Linked DNA regions of Bombyx mori: region 1 is linked to region 2. The links are chromatin contacts, called in public Hi-C maps. All regions are on one chromosome and are shown on one strand. Each heading gives the region's core, a stretch centred on a gene start, on an enhancer-like site or on the middle of the called end of the contact. The rest is flanking DNA. Distances are from core to core; before and after follow the strand shown.

What was found. Hi-C and Micro-C count contacts between places; a contact is called where the count stands out from the background.
Region 1: a Hi-C map of posterior silk gland shows a contact between it and region 2, with 2.0 times the contacts expected there. The contact joins the promoter of LOC101746096 here to the promoter of LOC101740400 in region 2. A contact is called at or near these places in 2 of 7 Hi-C or Micro-C datasets (middle silk gland and posterior silk gland).

The regions. Positions count from the first base shown.
Region 1 is chr3:12,985,587-12,989,440 of ASM3026992v2, reverse strand. LOC101746096 (nucleolar MIF4G domain-containing protein 1 homolog) reads right to left here and starts at 2,291. Exons shown (of 14, transcript XM_038020168.2): 1 at 1,197-2,291; 2 at 758-986; 3 at 246-524. The coding sequence starts at 1,400. LOC101739068 (outer mitochondrial transmembrane helix translocase) reads left to right here and starts at 3,503. Exons shown (of 8, transcript XM_004924350.5): 1 at 3,503-3,854. The coding sequence starts at 3,786.
Region 2 is chr3:12,811,469-12,814,827 of ASM3026992v2, reverse strand. It overlaps LOC101740400, which reads right to left and starts at 1,989. Exons shown (of 3, transcript XM_004924358.2): 1 at 1,806-1,989; 2 at 1-1,468. The coding sequence starts at 1,876. Scpx (sterol carrier protein x) reads left to right here and starts at 2,845. Exons shown (of 2, transcript NM_001043913.1): 1 at 2,845-3,359. The coding sequence starts at 3,041.

The DNA of each region.
Region 1 (3,854 bases), core at 1,042-3,541, 170 kb before region 2:
ATCTCTATGCCCATTTGCCAATCTAGGGTCTACCGTTCACAAGGCTCACCAACCAACATGCTTCTATTCTAAAGATATGATATTACCTAATGATACTACAATAGCAATAGCAAGCCTATCAATCAAAAGAAGTATCAAAGTTATTAAATAAATGTGGCTATCAAACTAAGGCAAGTAGGTAGTTCAAATCTCCTATCATATAAAGTTTCGTTTTGTTTCATCAAGGGAGCATCAAGTCATCTTACCTTCGAGCTCACTATCTGTTCCATCATAATCATCATCCAAATCATCATATTCATCACTTAAACCATCTTCTGCCTCTTCAGCACAACTCTCTTCACTATTGTCAAATTGATCATCACTATTGTGCAGATCTACTTCCTGAGATTTATTTTGGTGTTTGTCTTTTCCTGTAACAATTGCTATGTCTTCTTCAAAGTCTGAATCACCATCAACTTCAGCTAAATGTTTTTCTGCAGCCACTATCTGTTCTGTTGTTGATCTGTCACATATTTCTAAAAGGTCTGTGTATTTTGTAGAATGGAAACAGTCATGTTTGAGATAGACTTTCTTCCAAAGAGAATACTGTTAGTTTAATTAGTAGGTTTTTTTAGAAACCAGTTTTATATAAATTTTAATATGATCAACTTTAATATAAATTAATAAAGTCCGGTAACTCACTGGGAAACTTGACAGGTGTTTATGACAGATTTAAATTTTTGATTTATAAAAAAATATAGGTTTATTGAAAGGATACAGTCCAAACCATCTTCAGAAAAGTAATTGTTCTTGTTTTTAGATTTATTTAGGCCCATTTGTTTCTCAAGCTTTTTTATCAGGAGATCTTCTTCCTCATTGGCTTTGAGGAGTATCTTCCGTCGCTGTTCTTCCATCTCTGACTTTAATTGGTCTGCTTCGTTGATTTCCTTTTGTCTCTCTTTGTTAAGGATGTCATAGCTTGGCGCATTGGGTTTCTTTCGTTTTTTCTAAAAATGACCTGTGTTTTATTAACTGTGCCACCTGATAATAGATTCCTAAATTAATTTAATTGATACTTTATTTTAATATGACAGCATCCGCATTAGTATTACCTAGTTATCTTTAAAAATATAATATATTTATAGGTAAAACTTTGTGAGTTTAAAATTCCTTAGAAAAATTCCTTAATATTGCTTAAAAGTTAGAAATTTAAAAACCTTCATTTCTGTAGTATCTTGTCCATCTGCTGGTCTCTTTACGAACCTTCCCGGAGTATGCTGGGGATGAATTATAGACGGTTGTGGGGTTTTTTTCTTCAAATAATGTTCTTGGCGATGAATTTTTTTTTGCTGCCTTTTCTGTTTGCGTATAGTCTTACGACTATTTTCAAACTTTAAACGAGGCACAGGTTTTTTCTTCATTGTTAGGTTGGTTTGATGTTTAAGAAAAGTTTGGGCAATTTTTTTAGGTTACTATTATTTTGATTTGACCATTTGCCTGACACTTACAGCAATTATTATTTCTGACACTTGACATTGTTGACAACATAAAGCAATCTATGGCCAAAACCCATAGACCTTTATAGTAGGGACACGACATATTGTTCTATACGTACAATTGCTTATATAAATAGCACCCATTTTGAAGGCACATACATAAACATATATCTATCTCGTTCTTACTCAGCACTTTAACTCGCAGGAAAACAATATAACAGTATTTCAGTGCGTACATAAAATGAAACTTGAATATACGTAAATGTCTCCGTCTCTGTCTAATGAGGCCGAAAATCCGCCATGTTTAAAACCAAATGTCATTGTCACATCAGTTCGGCTGTCTGTTTTGGGTTGTACATTATTTATTGACTATGATATCGATTTAATATGATTGATTATATAAAATTTCATAATTTATCATGCTTAAAACATACAAAAATAATAATTAAAACGTATATTATAGGATCTCAAGAAAGTCGATGTCCTAAAACTATTATCTATATGTATTTAAATTCATTATGGAGCCCTCATCCGAAAAATCCATTTTTCGGTCGGAATCTATTGATCATGACACTAATCATAAATACCACTTTAAAATATGTCATCAAAACATATTTAGACATTCTGTTTAGATATTTCGGGAAAAAGGCTACCGACAAAATCTCTTCGGAACTATTTAAATAAAATAGATTTATTCCGCAATGAGTAAAACACTATTGTAAATTTGTTAAATATTTAATAATTAAGTGATTTTAGAGAGGAAGTCACAAGGAATGACGTTTGTAATTAATGAATAAATGTTCTGTAGGTTTTTTTTTTTCACGCGGTCCCTTGATAAGTTTAAAATTTGAATCACTCTCAAGCGAAAGTGATTCAAATGGTGCGGCGCACCTTCCTTGGGGTGCGCTGCGGTAGTATGTTACGGACTTTAGAGTCAGCAAAACAATTAAAATAGATTGTAATAGTCTAAGAAAAACACGTACTCAAAATACGATAACATTTAGCATGCTAGAAATGGGCAGATGGCTTTGAACTACGCCATATCTTTATGTTTTGCGACAAACGTCAACTTTATAAAATCAGTGTAGCAACTTTTAAAAATCATCATATCGTTTACTTGGCAAATTCGAAGGACGAACTTGTCTTAGATTTCACCCATCTAAATCATATCATATTTGCACATAGCAATATACCTACTTACTTCCCATTAAAGTATAAATTCTACAAATAAATAATACTCAACAATATTTAAAATAAAATGAGCCAAGAACGTTTATCGATAAAACCTGATAACATTGAAATCTTTTGTACAGCACTAAAGCCGCCATGTTTTGTGGCCAGATGACGTCACAGTGGCACGAAATTTTGGTTGACGTTTCATTTCCATAGGTTTCCTACTTCATTGCCAAAACCATAGACCTTTTTTTAGATTCCTCCACTGGACAGGTGAAAAGAGCATAGCGTGCAGAGCCTAATATTTTTGAGAAACCGAAGCAATTTCTATTGTACAAATGGTAAAGTGGTAAAGCTAGCGCCCCTGACTATTGGGATTTCGTGCAATCCTGTGTGTGAGGAACTTATTTACTCCAAAAGAAACATAAATTGAATAAACAAGGTAATTCACGGATAATTTACACACACAGGATGCATAGGACAATTTATAGCTCTTCGCAAGCACCGTTAAGTACAATATAATCTTTGCCAGTTTTGGAGTGTTCTTAGGGAGTATGTTAAACTCTGCTGTAGGCTCGTTCACTCATGCAAGCAATAAGTAAAAAAATATACATTTGCGCTTTTGATCATCAGACTTTGTTCGTGAACGTATATTAAATAATATTGCCGTAGTTAAATTGGTATTTGTGACCTTTAAAAACCAATATGGTTACGCTGCGGCGTCGGCGTGATACTCGACGAGCACATCAGAGATTATCACGAAAATTTCGTATTTCACGATGAAAATTTTCTTGTTCCGTACGAACTGAAAACCCAGTAAAAAATTGTCCACACTGTTTATTAAATCTTAGAATAGACTACAAAACTTGGAATGTATTTTTTTACAAGGTGTTAAATTGAGATAAAAAGATTTTAGGGAGATTTGGAGATAACTAAGGGGAAATTACCTCTGCAGCCCTAGTATTAGTTGTCAAACTAATAAAAAAGTTAGACTTTGTCTATCAAAAATTCACAAATGTGTGACGGTCGGGGATTCTGCTATAACAATTTCGGACTAGATTAAAATTAAAAGCACCTTTGAGCAAGCTACAGCTTCCTTAATATTTATTTATTAAAATACTATTATAGTGTGCAGGAATGATGGTGGAAGGCTCATTTACTCGGAACGAAGTGTTCCAAATGGCTATAAGGGTCGCATTTGTGTCT
Region 2 (3,359 bases), core at 740-3,239:
TCCTTCCGAAGCAGATGTCACATTCAGATGTTCTTGAACATTCTGCTGAGTATGAGACTGCGAGCCTTTGTACTGATTATAAATATGCTGCAACTGATTCTTGCTGGGAATTTTCCCTATAGACTTGTGACCAATTATAGATGTTTTGCTAACAGTGGACTTAATATTCTTGTAACTACAATCGTTTTTAAATTTTCCTGTCGTTGGTTGAGGTGCTAGCGTTTGCGGAAGACTAGGGGCAGGGCTGTGGAAGAGTTTCGCTGGAAGCATTTCCACCGGCTGACCTAAGGTATTATATTCGCGGTGTGACTGATGTTTCGACGTATCTATTGGAAATATCGGCTCTTTAATATTTTCTTGCTGAATACCAGGTTTGTTTTGCTTTAATACATTTGCGTTTTCATTTAACTGAACATTAGTCTCAATCATTGTCTGAGGTAATTGGTGGGTAGCTGTTGCAGGATTTTGGTCAGTAGCAGGTTGAAGCAATTGCGGTGGAGGAGCTTGATTAAGTGCAGATAATTGCGGATGGTTCATTTTCTCAGTATTATCAACAATCGCTTTGTGCATGGCATTAATGACGGCCTTTTGTTGATTTTCTGGATTCATTTGTATCGCTATGGCCATTGGATCAAAATTCAAATCTCCGCCTAGTCCTTGCATTACCCCTGGAAACATTTCATTGAATTTTGTTATCCCTTGGTCGTGAGGCCCTGCGTGATGTTTTGTTAACTGTTGTATTCCTGGGTTTGTAGGATTGCCTGTTAATTGTGGTACTGCCACCTGGCTCATTTGGACATTAGGTATTATATTTTGATACACATTTTGTTCATTCCGATTGACATTTCCATTCAAGGGTATCCGATTTCCATCACCAATTGCAGAAGGGCCGTCAATAAAACCTTGCTGCGCACTCGCTCCCTGAAGTCTTGATGGGCTACTGGGCACTTGGCCCGCAATGTGACTTTCTTGAATCTTTGGCTTATTACCGCTACTACCCATTACCATGTTAATAATTTCGGGACCCATCCCTATTTTTGCTGGATTATTTACACTCGGAATGTTCTGTGTTAAATTATTTAACGGGGTTTGTCCTGATTGTAATGGAAGACCGATTTGAGATGCTATTGGGTTATTCATCACAGTGTTTGCTGGGCTGATAGTGTTTAGATCATGATAAACTTCCTTGACAACTGGTTGCATTAGTTTTTCATTTAAATAGTTATAAGTGTCAGCATAAAGTTTTGGTGGATTGCATTGACCAAAGCAAGGTCTATTTACATGACTAGAGCCTGCAGGATAACCTGATTCACTAGAGTATGGATTGATGCAGCCATGCCCGTGAGAACCACAGCTATTGTGACTGTGACAACAGGCTTGTTGACAACTTCCATGATTTGTAGAATAACTGTTTGCTAAGTTCTGAGGATTATTATCAGAATTAGAAAAGATTTTCCCCATACAGCCACTGTAAGAAAAGATAAAATTAAAGAAAAATTATAAAGTCTACAACTTATTGGTATATTTTTTTTTTTGCTAACAAAATATCTAGCATTATCAACACCCTGTTATGTCCAATTCAGTACATAACTCTAACTCAGGCCAGTTTTTAGATTCATTCTTCTAAACTCAATTTAATATTAGTTGGCGTTCGGAGTGATCGTATCATAGCAAATTCCAAAGTTGATCCACATTTACTAAAATATCTACTTATTAATTAATGGTCTTATTAATAACTTATTAATGGTCAAATAAGCAATTGAAATTTGGAATTTATAGATTTATACCGATGAACTAGGACTTACCAATCAGCACTTTTTAATTGATTCATAACACTACCCAATTCACTTAAAATTCTTTGTTTATCTAAGGCCATTACGAAAAATTTTCAACACATAAAATTTACAAATTATTTTTAAATTTAGTTACAAGCTAAATAATAAAAACCACTATTGATTTAGAATGTCAAAATCAAATTAAGAAAACAAAGTACTAAGCCTTTTTTTAATATGTTATAATAACTATTTAAAAAGGTTACACGTATTTGCATTTGTATAATAGCTTCTAATAATACTCAGATCTTTGGGATATAACAGTAGGTCCCGTCTAAGTCGGAAAGGAGGTCCTGGTTGGGGTTTAGTCGGTAGTCGTTCTGCGTAGCGGGACACGAGCACCTTTTCGGGCGCCTTTCCAAAGGCGTAGTTTTCTAGAATCAATTGGAAAAATCCGGTCTCGACCCCCGTCGGCCGGGTACCCGTAAATTATGATTCCCTATTGATATGTACCAAAAAAAAGGTAGTAATTAATATTTTAGATTGTTCATTCAATAACCATCTAAATTTAAATACAGTAAATTTTTTGTATTAAAAATGTGTACCGATTACATTAGTAATTTAATGAAGGTGTAAAGAAAAAGTTTATACTAAAGAGTGAAGTAATTTAAGGGAATTAAATTCGTATCATTTCCCCTATTTTTACATAAAAGCGTGGATTTTGTAACATTAATTAAAAAGTAAGTTAGTCAACTAGACGTTATTTTTTTAATCATGTATAAACAACAACTTTCGTGTGATACGATAGTGTAGTAAGTACTTGGCAAACCTAACTGCGGGAGCGAGCGTTACTTTAGGCGAACTGTAATATAACGAAAAATACCTTTTGATCTTCGTCTAGGTTTTTAGTATTTTTATTTGTAAATATTTACATAATATGCGTAAGTATGAATATCAGTACTACCTGGCTCTCTTAATGCAGATTGCTACAAAGTTTTACAGAGTACTTTTTTGGTGTATGATATCTATGAATGTGTCGTGTCAAGTCATGATAATTTCAGTCACGTGATCACTCAGTCGCAGCGAAATTGGACTTTGACGGTCGTTCTGTCGACATTCTAAGATATTTATTATTATCTCGAGATATTAAGTTTATCTGCCGTATCAGTAACTCAAGGAGTAGACTATACCACCAGCGGATCAATTCGGATTCAGAGTTCCGGCTCGCCTGTCGTCTACCGTGAGGTATAGTAATTATTATTATAACAATGCCTAGAAAAGTGTACGTCGTTGGCGTCGGGATGACGAACTTCGTCAAGCCCTCTACCGGAGGTGACTATCCCGACTTCGGCAAGGAAGCGGTGTTAGAGGCCCTGGCTGACGCTCGTATTAAATACGACGACATTCAACAGGCGGTCTGCGGCTATGTGTTCGGTGACTCGACCTGCGGACAGCGCGTGCTGTATCAGGTCGGAATGACCGGTATTCCCATCTACAATGTTAATAACAACTGCTCCACAGGCTCAAATGCATTGTTTTTATCGAAACAGCTTATTGAAGGAGGCATGTGTGATGTAGCACTTGCCG